3 separate regions of the Mus musculus genome follow, and all the other regions are linked to region 3. A link is a contact called in public promoter capture Hi-C data. All regions are on one chromosome and are shown on one strand. Each heading gives the region's core, a stretch centred on a gene start, on an enhancer-like site or on the middle of the called end of the contact. The rest is flanking DNA. Distances are from core to core; before and after follow the strand shown.

Region 1 (2,700 bases), core at 141-2,640, 1.4 Mb after region 3:
GGCATGTGGTATTACCATACAACACCAGAGGCAAGCTAAGGCAGCCTTTTAAAAGGCAAGACAATGGAACCTCCATGGGGTGAAATGACTTGGAAGACGTCACTATTTAGTTGACAGGATAAAGACTGCTTTACTTTGGGAAGGAAGGAAACAAATTCAATGTCATCACTGGGTGCAAAAACATCAATTCTGTCCTCAGTCAGCAAATTTGTCAAGGCTATCACTGCTTTCCACTCCTTTCTCTTTATTCAAAAAGAAAGTGTGCCCCGCCACCTCACCCCCCCCCCCCCGAGCTATTGTGCCAGCTATTATCAAGACTCACCACTCACCCAACACACCATACTGCTTCTGAAGTCAGTAGGACATTTTCACACATTGTCCTTCTGCAAAGAGAACCATTTGCCCGTGGCATTCAACAATTAGACCCACAGAGATCCATGAAGAAACCTGGCTTTCACTATAACATGAACTGAGCTCCTACAAATGCTTCAAAGCCTAGATGTGATAATTTCTTTATTTACATTTCAAATGTTATCCCCTTTCCTAGTTTCCCCTTCGAACACCTCCTATCCCTCCCCACCTCTTCCCCCTGCTCACCAACCCACCCACTCTGGCTTCCTGGCCCTGGAAGTCCCCTATACTGGGCTATATATAAAACCTTCACAGGACCAAGGACCTCTTCTCCTATTGATTACCGAGTAGGCCTTCCTCTGCTACATATGCAGCTAGAATCATGAGTCCCATCATGCATATGTTTTCTTTGGTTGGTGGTTTAGTGCCAGGGAGCTTTGGAGATACTGGTTAAAACAAACAAACAAACAACAACAACAACAAAACCCTAGATGTGACCTAGATTCTTTAGGTTATTGCAATCTTCTTTGCCTATACTATCACATAGATGGTAACACCTGGATGCCATGTGCTATTAAATCTTGCCATAAATCTTGCCAGTTCAGGGAAGCTTCCCATTGGCAAGCGCTGATATAGGTATATCAGAGATATGGTTCCTCTGAAAGTTACAAATTTTCAGTGACCTATGTATTGATTATTATATAATCAGTAGCCTGTTAAGCTGAAGATTGGAATCCAGGAGCCATTACTCCATATCTGAGCCTATCAATGGGGGAAAATGGCCCAAGATTATCAAGATCTCTTTTAGGAAGTACAAATCCTTTAAATACTGATAGAGAAACAAAGGATTGGTAGGGAGATAGATATTTCGTGTAGTTCCTTAAAAGCTAACCAAATTGCAGAGAAATGGGGAAAGAGACCATTTACTCCTTAAACTTTCCATTTGCTAAGTCCCGGCTCCCTTTCATTCTGGAAGATCCAATTATATTTAGGCTTCCTGAATGTAGCTCACCAGCAGGGATTACCTCAACTGAGCTCTGGCGGATCACAAACAGAGCTTTTGTTCTGATCTTACTGCTTAGGTTAATGCATCCTGACTTCTCAGCTGAAACCTGGTGAAGCTGAGTTTCCTGTCTACAAGGGAAATAAAAATCCTCCCCCACCCCTGAAAGAAACAGAAACGCAGCATTGTTTACAAATCCCGCGTCCGATTCTCATCCCGTTGAACAGGATGAGAATCTGACCCCTTATTGAAGTTAGGAAGCTGAGAATGACATCAAAGCTCTCTCTTGAATGCAGGGGAGATAATGACTTAAGTGGCTTTAATCTAGACATGCTCCTTACAAAGGAAACACAGATCTTCTCTTCTACGATGGAAAAAATAGACAACACCCCCATCGATAGACAGGCCAGCTCTTTCTAACCTCTGTTTCTAAACATCCATGGGTCCCACATCTCTAGGGTTTCACTTAGAAATTTCTCTTGCGTCAGGGAAATTTGATGCATAGAAAAGTTTAGAGAGAAATGGTCCTGAAAATAGAGGCAGAAGTGCACAGGAGACAATTGAATGACTGGGAAAGACAATCCAGTATCCTCTACACAGACAAAAGAAAGAAAAAAAAAAAAGGTATGGTTTGTTTTTCTTCATGTCTTTGCAACTAGGTGATACTTCACCTCTGTGGTACATATATAACAGTCTCACAAGGTTCCTATAGAAAAAGATGAGCGAAATGAAGAGAAGAGGCTTTCCAAAGCTTAAAACATTCTGCAGAGACAAATCCTAGTGGCTGTTGGTCCCGTCCATGCTCTTCCTATATTCCAGGGTCTGCAGTTTCTCAGAACCAGTGGAATTGAGTAAGAAAAATGTGGACATTGTAGCAGTGGGGCCCAGAGATGAGGACACCAATTTGAAACCTCTGGGGCATATCATGAACTGATGATATACTTGGATTCACATCTGCAGGATGGATATATGTTTTCCTATTTTCCTACATGAAGGACTTAAAATCCTCAGTCTATCTGCCATATCTTTCAGGCTGTATTAACATAGCCTAACTCTCTGAATAGGTAACAAAATTTACTGTAAATTATATGTGTGGTGTAAAACACACTTTAAAATTGCAAAATATATAGTATTCAAATGTCACAAAATTTGCACATGGAAAGTAACATCTTGGCTAGTCGTCATAAAACAGTACATGAATCACTCTCTACCTAATTCTACAGTGCATCACTGTCTCTCACAAGCAATGCCTCATAGCCATTAGCAGTTTAGATTTCTAGAACATAGGTTGCTAATCAGCATCCCTTTGAGGGATGCTTTTCTTTGAGGGCTAAAACTCTTCTCTA
Region 2 (2,700 bases), core at 50-2,549, 1.1 Mb after region 3:
TCTAACAGGTATCCTTGTTCATGGTAAAAGCACCATCCAGCATCCTTACTTTTCATGCTCCTATTTACCTATGGAATTCTCCAAGGATCCAGTCCTCTGTGCTGTGTTGTACTGACCTGTTGCCACGTAGATGTTGCTAAGTGGATTGTGTATGAATGTGAGGACTTGCTCTATACTTTCCTCATTTGCCGAATGGGTCAGAAACAGAAATGATTCTGGCTTCACAGGCTAATAGTAACCAGTGAGCTTCTGCTACTTATCGATTCTGCGTAGTTACCCAAATTGCTTAGTTTTGCTGAGCCTCCATTTTCTTATATACAAAATGGACATCGGAAAGAAAAATGTATTCCTGCCGAATAGAATGTAAAACACTCCCGAGTGTACCTTGAATGTTCTCACCTAGTACTAACTTAAACTCTTTCAAAGCTGATTACTGTCTACCCCCCGTGTGTGTTTGTGTGTGTGTGTGTGTGTGTGTGTGTGTGTGTGTGTGTGTGCATACACATGTGTAATTTAGTTTGCCTGTGGTTATAATAACTTAGCAGTCAGGCCAATAATCTAATCAGAAACTGGTGACAGTGAGCTTGTAAATGTTTATCAGCTGGCCCTGTAGGAGGGTATGGAAGGTAATAGCTCTGACTTGTCTCTTGTGCCAGATTCTGTAGCTTAAATCCTCTCTTGAAGGCTGATTTCAAGTGACCTAGAAAACTGATCACAGAATCTGAAAGAAACGAGCACAACTGGCTCTTCTGATCCAGTAGGGGACTGGCTCCATAGAACATGGCATTTCAATCCTAAGTATGGTTCATGTGAAGATCGTTAGGGAGGAAGCCAAAGAGGGAGAAAGATAGTGACAGGGCACAAGAAAATACAGGGGAAGGAAAAGAACAATCACAGCCAAAGATCTGAGTTCATAGGGACCATTCCTTTCAATTATTGCATTTGCTGACAGGGAATCTGAAGAAGAGCAAAAACATGCTTCTTCTGCCTCACTGCTAAAATCCAGAGTGAACTGGCTTGGTTGTGACTCCCAGGACTTAAGACATACGATTCTAGGTCAAGAATCTTAGAGGGGAATCGGAATTAGTGAATAGAACTCCAGAAATAACACAATATTTCGAGTCAAATGAAACATCACCCTAGTTAAATCTACAACATGGTCAAGACTCCTGCTGAGAAGGGCTTCACTCAGTCAACTTGGACTCAGCTTACAGGCCTTGGAAAGCCTCTGCAGTCAGAGAACGGGCAGCATGTCCTAGCAGACATCCTCAGCACCTCACTAAGTCTGCAATTCTGCCACTAAAGGGGCTGCTGATTCCTGCTTAGGTGTCACATGGGACTGGCAGTACTAACCTGCAGCTATAAGCAATTAACATGCATGATCTCGAGAGAATTGCTGAGAAATCTGGCAAAATTACTCTGTAGTCTCTCCCTCTAGCATTTGTTTTGTAAAGGGAATTATCTCTGCTGTGTTTCAGGTTTGATTCCTTGTGATGTCACCATACACTAGGACTTGATGGTCTGACTGCCATGGGAAAGTTGGCGTTGCAGAAAGTTAGGAACTGGAATGCTCAGCGTCCTGGTTAATGACACCCCACTCCTGTGTGTCATTTGGGTATGCAATTATTTAAGAGGCAATGTGTGTGTGTGTGTGTGTGTGTGTGTGTGTATGAGTCTCAGGAAGCCCCAAGAGTCAGACTCTCCAGTTTTGACTTCAGCCTTCACAGAATTCATGACTGGCACACACATGCTAAAGAAGTATTGACACAACCAGTAATTTCACCAAAATTTCCTTGTTTGTAAAGTGATGATATTGAATAAATTCCATTGTACTTTAGGGTTTTCCTTGTTTGTTTTCAGGTAGGATCACTTCTATTCCACACTAGCCTTAAATAACTCTCTATATAGTCAAAGAAGATCTTTGCTTTGTTTGTTTTGTTTGTTTGTAGCAAGGGTCTATTATGGAGCCCCAGCTGTCCTGGAACTCACTATATATAGGAGGCTGGTCTCAAACTCACATAGATTTGACTGCCTCTGCCTCCCAGTCCTTGGATTAGGGGGTATGCACTATCATGCCCTGTCCTTCTCTGGAGACTAAGGTGATTCACCTGTCTCACCTCCTGAGTGCTGAGATTGCAAGCTTGTCAATTACTCTCGGTTTATATAATGCTGGAGTCAAGGCTAGGGCTTCATGAGCACTTTGCAATCACCCCACCAACTGAGCTATGACCCTAGTTCCTAAAACTGCCCAATTCTATCTCTTTGTTGTATGGTTGGTTGCTTTTTCCAGTGCTGGGGATTGAATCCAGGGCATCTTGCATAGAATGGTTAATGCTTTCCCACTGAGTGAAACACACCCCACACTCCAGCCTCTTCATAGTTTAAATTAAGAGTTCCAGAGAAAGATCTGAAATTTTGAAGACCAGCTCTTTCAGGTAACAGTGCCACTTCCTTAGGGTAAAGGCTTTAATATCTTTAATTTTCAGGATTTGTTTTTAACCAAAAATAAAATGAGTAAATATTCTTCAAGGGATTTTTGGTTAAGATAAATGACATGGCATATGCTAAATACGTAGCACTGTACCTAGAAAAGAGTGGGTACTTAATATAGGTTGTGTACCAATAATTTTAATAATAAAAGTAAAAATTTTTGATCTTCCCATACACTGGTTCTCAAAAAGAAATGGCTTCCCTAAGGAC
Region 3 (2,700 bases), core at 137-2,636:
GTGTATATCACAAGTAAGGACTGAAGATGTTTCTACAACTTTATGGTCTAGAAGCCAGAGACCCCATGTAGTCACAGGTTCCAGGAAGAGCCCGTGCTGAGGAGGACTAAATCTAAGTTCCCATCGTCATTCTGACTCAATTTTCACACTAACTCTCCTCTGGATCTCTGTTGTTGTCTCTGAGTACAGAGTTACCCTATCTACCTCCTTGGGACTGGATAGTAAATCCAGGAGCCATTGTTTTGTCGGAATATTCTTTCTGCATGAACCATCTCCACCGCTCACCACAGATTGTGAATAGAATTGCATCCAAAAATGTCCTCTCCTAATGAAGGTTTGGAGACCTTAGGTTACCGTCCCAAGGCCACACCGAAGTGAGTAGGCTGGGATCAGTGCCGAGGGTCACTGTCTCTGAGCTGGGCTTTTGGCTCAGAGGTCCTTGTCTCTAGGGCCTTCCAGAGACTTTGCTGAGCTGTACGGCCACAAGAATTCTTGAGCTCTGGGCTCTGAGTATCTGGTGTTGGGGGAGAAACTACAGGCTACCTTCCTGCCTGCAACTGCCGAAACACAAAGCAGGCTCTGAGAGTCTAGGGGAGATGAGGGAAGAGGGCTCATAAATGGGACTCCAAGTGCCCAGAGCTGAACCTCAGAAGGCCCATCTTGAAAGTGGGAGATATTGACAGAGGGAACGAGTACCCCTTTCAGCTCCCCAAATCCCACCCTAGTCCCTCGAGGTGTTGTAGGTAGAGATAACGGGGCAGGGGAATATAAGTCAGACCTTGGGAAATCTATCTCTTTAGCTCTGGACCAGATTGTCCTTTGGGCAGAAGGCAGAGCTAATCCTGGTAGATAGGGAAGGGAATCACAGAGCCGTTATTTGTCCATCCCACACAAAGCAGATCCTACTCAAATCCAAGGTCCAGACTCCAGTCCTCTGCCCTTGTCCTTGCTGAGTGACAGTGGAAATCCTATCCTCTTTGAGCCTGGTAGTCATAGAAGCTCCAGGTCACTGGAGTTTCCCTGAGTACGACAGTCTACTTACAAGGCTGCTGAGTCTTTCTTGAACATTGGTTCTGAGATAACCGTTTGTGTCCTTGCACACTAAGAGATATGCATTTTTTTTAGCCCTACCCTGGCCCCAGCAGAGAGACTCAGGCTCCGGAGAGGCTGTGTTCCCTTGAGAGTCCTACAGTGGCCATCCCATACGGGCAAGCCAGGACTCTCCCAGTTTTATCTCCATGAGACAGGAGTAGAGAGGGATTTGGGAGTCTCACTTACCTTGTCCGTGAGCAGAAGGCTCTCTCCACTGCAGTCTGTCCAGGGCCGAGCTTTGTGGAGAGCACAGTTGATTGCCTCAGGAGGGGAGAGGGGAGCCACACCCAGGCTGGGAGGGAGGCAGGTTTTCCAACTGGCCCTGGCCCACTTCCCCTCGGGATGGTTTCCTGTTATTGTTCCTTTGTGAGCTGCCTGCAGATAGGCAAGCCCTACGGTGGGCGGCCTCAGCTTGGTCAGCCTGGGCCCGTGGAAGCCTTGGACCTGCCTGGGGTATTCAACTCATACCTCAATTCTAGGTCTCATCGGAGGAGCTGTGAGCCTAGGGGTAGCTGTGGGGGCTCTAAGCTTCTGCCAGAGCATTCAGCCATCCCTGGGAGGCAGGTGTCATATCCCCCACTTTACAGTTCAGAAAGCAGAGGCTTAGTGGGTCTAAGGTACTTGTTTCCTCGCTGGACAGAGTAACCCAGACAGAAACCCAGCTACCTCAGCTTCTCCACAGAGCCGGCTTTCCGTGGCGACTCTGTAGTATGGTGGAACGAAAGGGGGCTGTGGAGTTCTCAGAGTCGGGCAGCTGAGAAACGTGACAGACAATCACTTTCAGCAGCAGATTTTGCCTGTCAGATTCTTCCAGGTAGGGCAGTGTGAGTTTCAGTTCCAAGGTACCAGCCTGGCCCATCTCACTTTACAAATACTGGGTGATGGGCTTCACGTGACCATGGACCAACCAGGGATCCATGCCTCAGTCTCCTCATCTGTATAATGGAGATAGCCATAGGTCTGAGTCAGCAAAAAAGTAAGAAGAGCTAAGAAGACAGCAAAGCAGTAGGTAGACCAGGGTCCCTCAGGACCAAGAGGCTGGGGAGATGAGGTCAAGATTCTCTTCATTCAGCCAGGCGTGGTGGCGCACGCCTTTAATCCCAGCACTCGGGAGGCAGAGGCAGGTGGATTTCTGAGTTCGAGGCCAGCCTGGTCTACAGAGTGTGTTCCAGGATAGCCAGGGCTATACAGAGAAACCCTGTCTCGAAAAACCAAAAAAAAAGAAAAAAAAAAAAAAAGAAAAAGATTCTCTTCATTCATTATGTGATGGGTTAGTAAAAATTTCAGGGTTCTGGCTCAGAGTAAATGACAGACCCCCAGAGTGTACCTTTTGGCAAATTGCCTGGGTTTCTTCATGCATAAAAGTTTGGGAAGTCCCCAACTTGTCCTGCTTTTCAGTGAGGCAAAGAGGGACCATAAGAGAGCAGATCTTTCCGGGCATGGAGAAAATACTGTGGGGGTAGGGTGGGGTGTGGTGGGGGGAAGAAAGGGTTTTCTGTTTGGGGTAGGTAATGTTGGAGATGCCCATTAGACACCCAAGTAGAGACATGGGCTTGGTGAACGAAAGCAAAGTTGGTGTAGCCAATCACTCCCTCCAGGTCCTCTGAG

What was found. Promoter capture Hi-C pulls out the DNA fragments that hold promoters and counts their contacts.
Region 1: a promoter capture Hi-C map of hippocampal neurons shows a contact between it and region 3, with 4 times the contacts expected there. The contact joins the enhancer-like site here to the promoter of Cdh5 in region 3. A contact is called at or near these places in 7 of 39 promoter capture datasets (the 3T3-L1 cell line, cranial neural crest, embryonic stem cells and 4 more) and 1 of 9 other capture datasets (embryonic tail).
Region 2: a promoter capture Hi-C map of cranial neural crest shows a contact between it and region 3, with 6 times the contacts expected there. The contact joins the enhancer-like site here to the promoter of Cdh5 in region 3. A contact is called at or near these places in 9 of 39 promoter capture datasets (the 3T3-L1 cell line, 3T3-L1-derived adipocytes, cranial neural crest and 5 more).

The regions. Positions count from the first base shown.
Region 1 is chr8:102,706,256-102,708,955 of GRCm38.p6, reverse strand. All of the region lies in intron 2 of Cdh11 (cadherin 11), which reads left to right. Among named protein-coding and RNA genes, the nearest start is that of Cdh11, 78 kb to the left of the region's middle. Within about 2 kb of position 1,390, at least 12 of the 459 cell types and tissues checked have an H3K27ac peak or open chromatin away from gene starts, as enhancers often do.
Region 2 is chr8:102,974,985-102,977,684 of GRCm38.p6, reverse strand. No RefSeq gene overlaps it. Among named protein-coding and RNA genes, the nearest start is that of Cdh11, 190 kb to the right of the region's middle. Within about 2 kb of position 1,299, at least 2 of the 459 cell types and tissues checked have an H3K27ac peak or open chromatin away from gene starts, as enhancers often do.
Region 3 is chr8:104,100,311-104,103,010 of GRCm38.p6, reverse strand. Cdh5 (cadherin 5) reads right to left here and starts at 1,386. Exons shown (of 12, transcript NM_009868.4): 1 at 1,279-1,386. The region is part of intron 1 of Gm29682 (predicted gene, 29682); the gene reads left to right.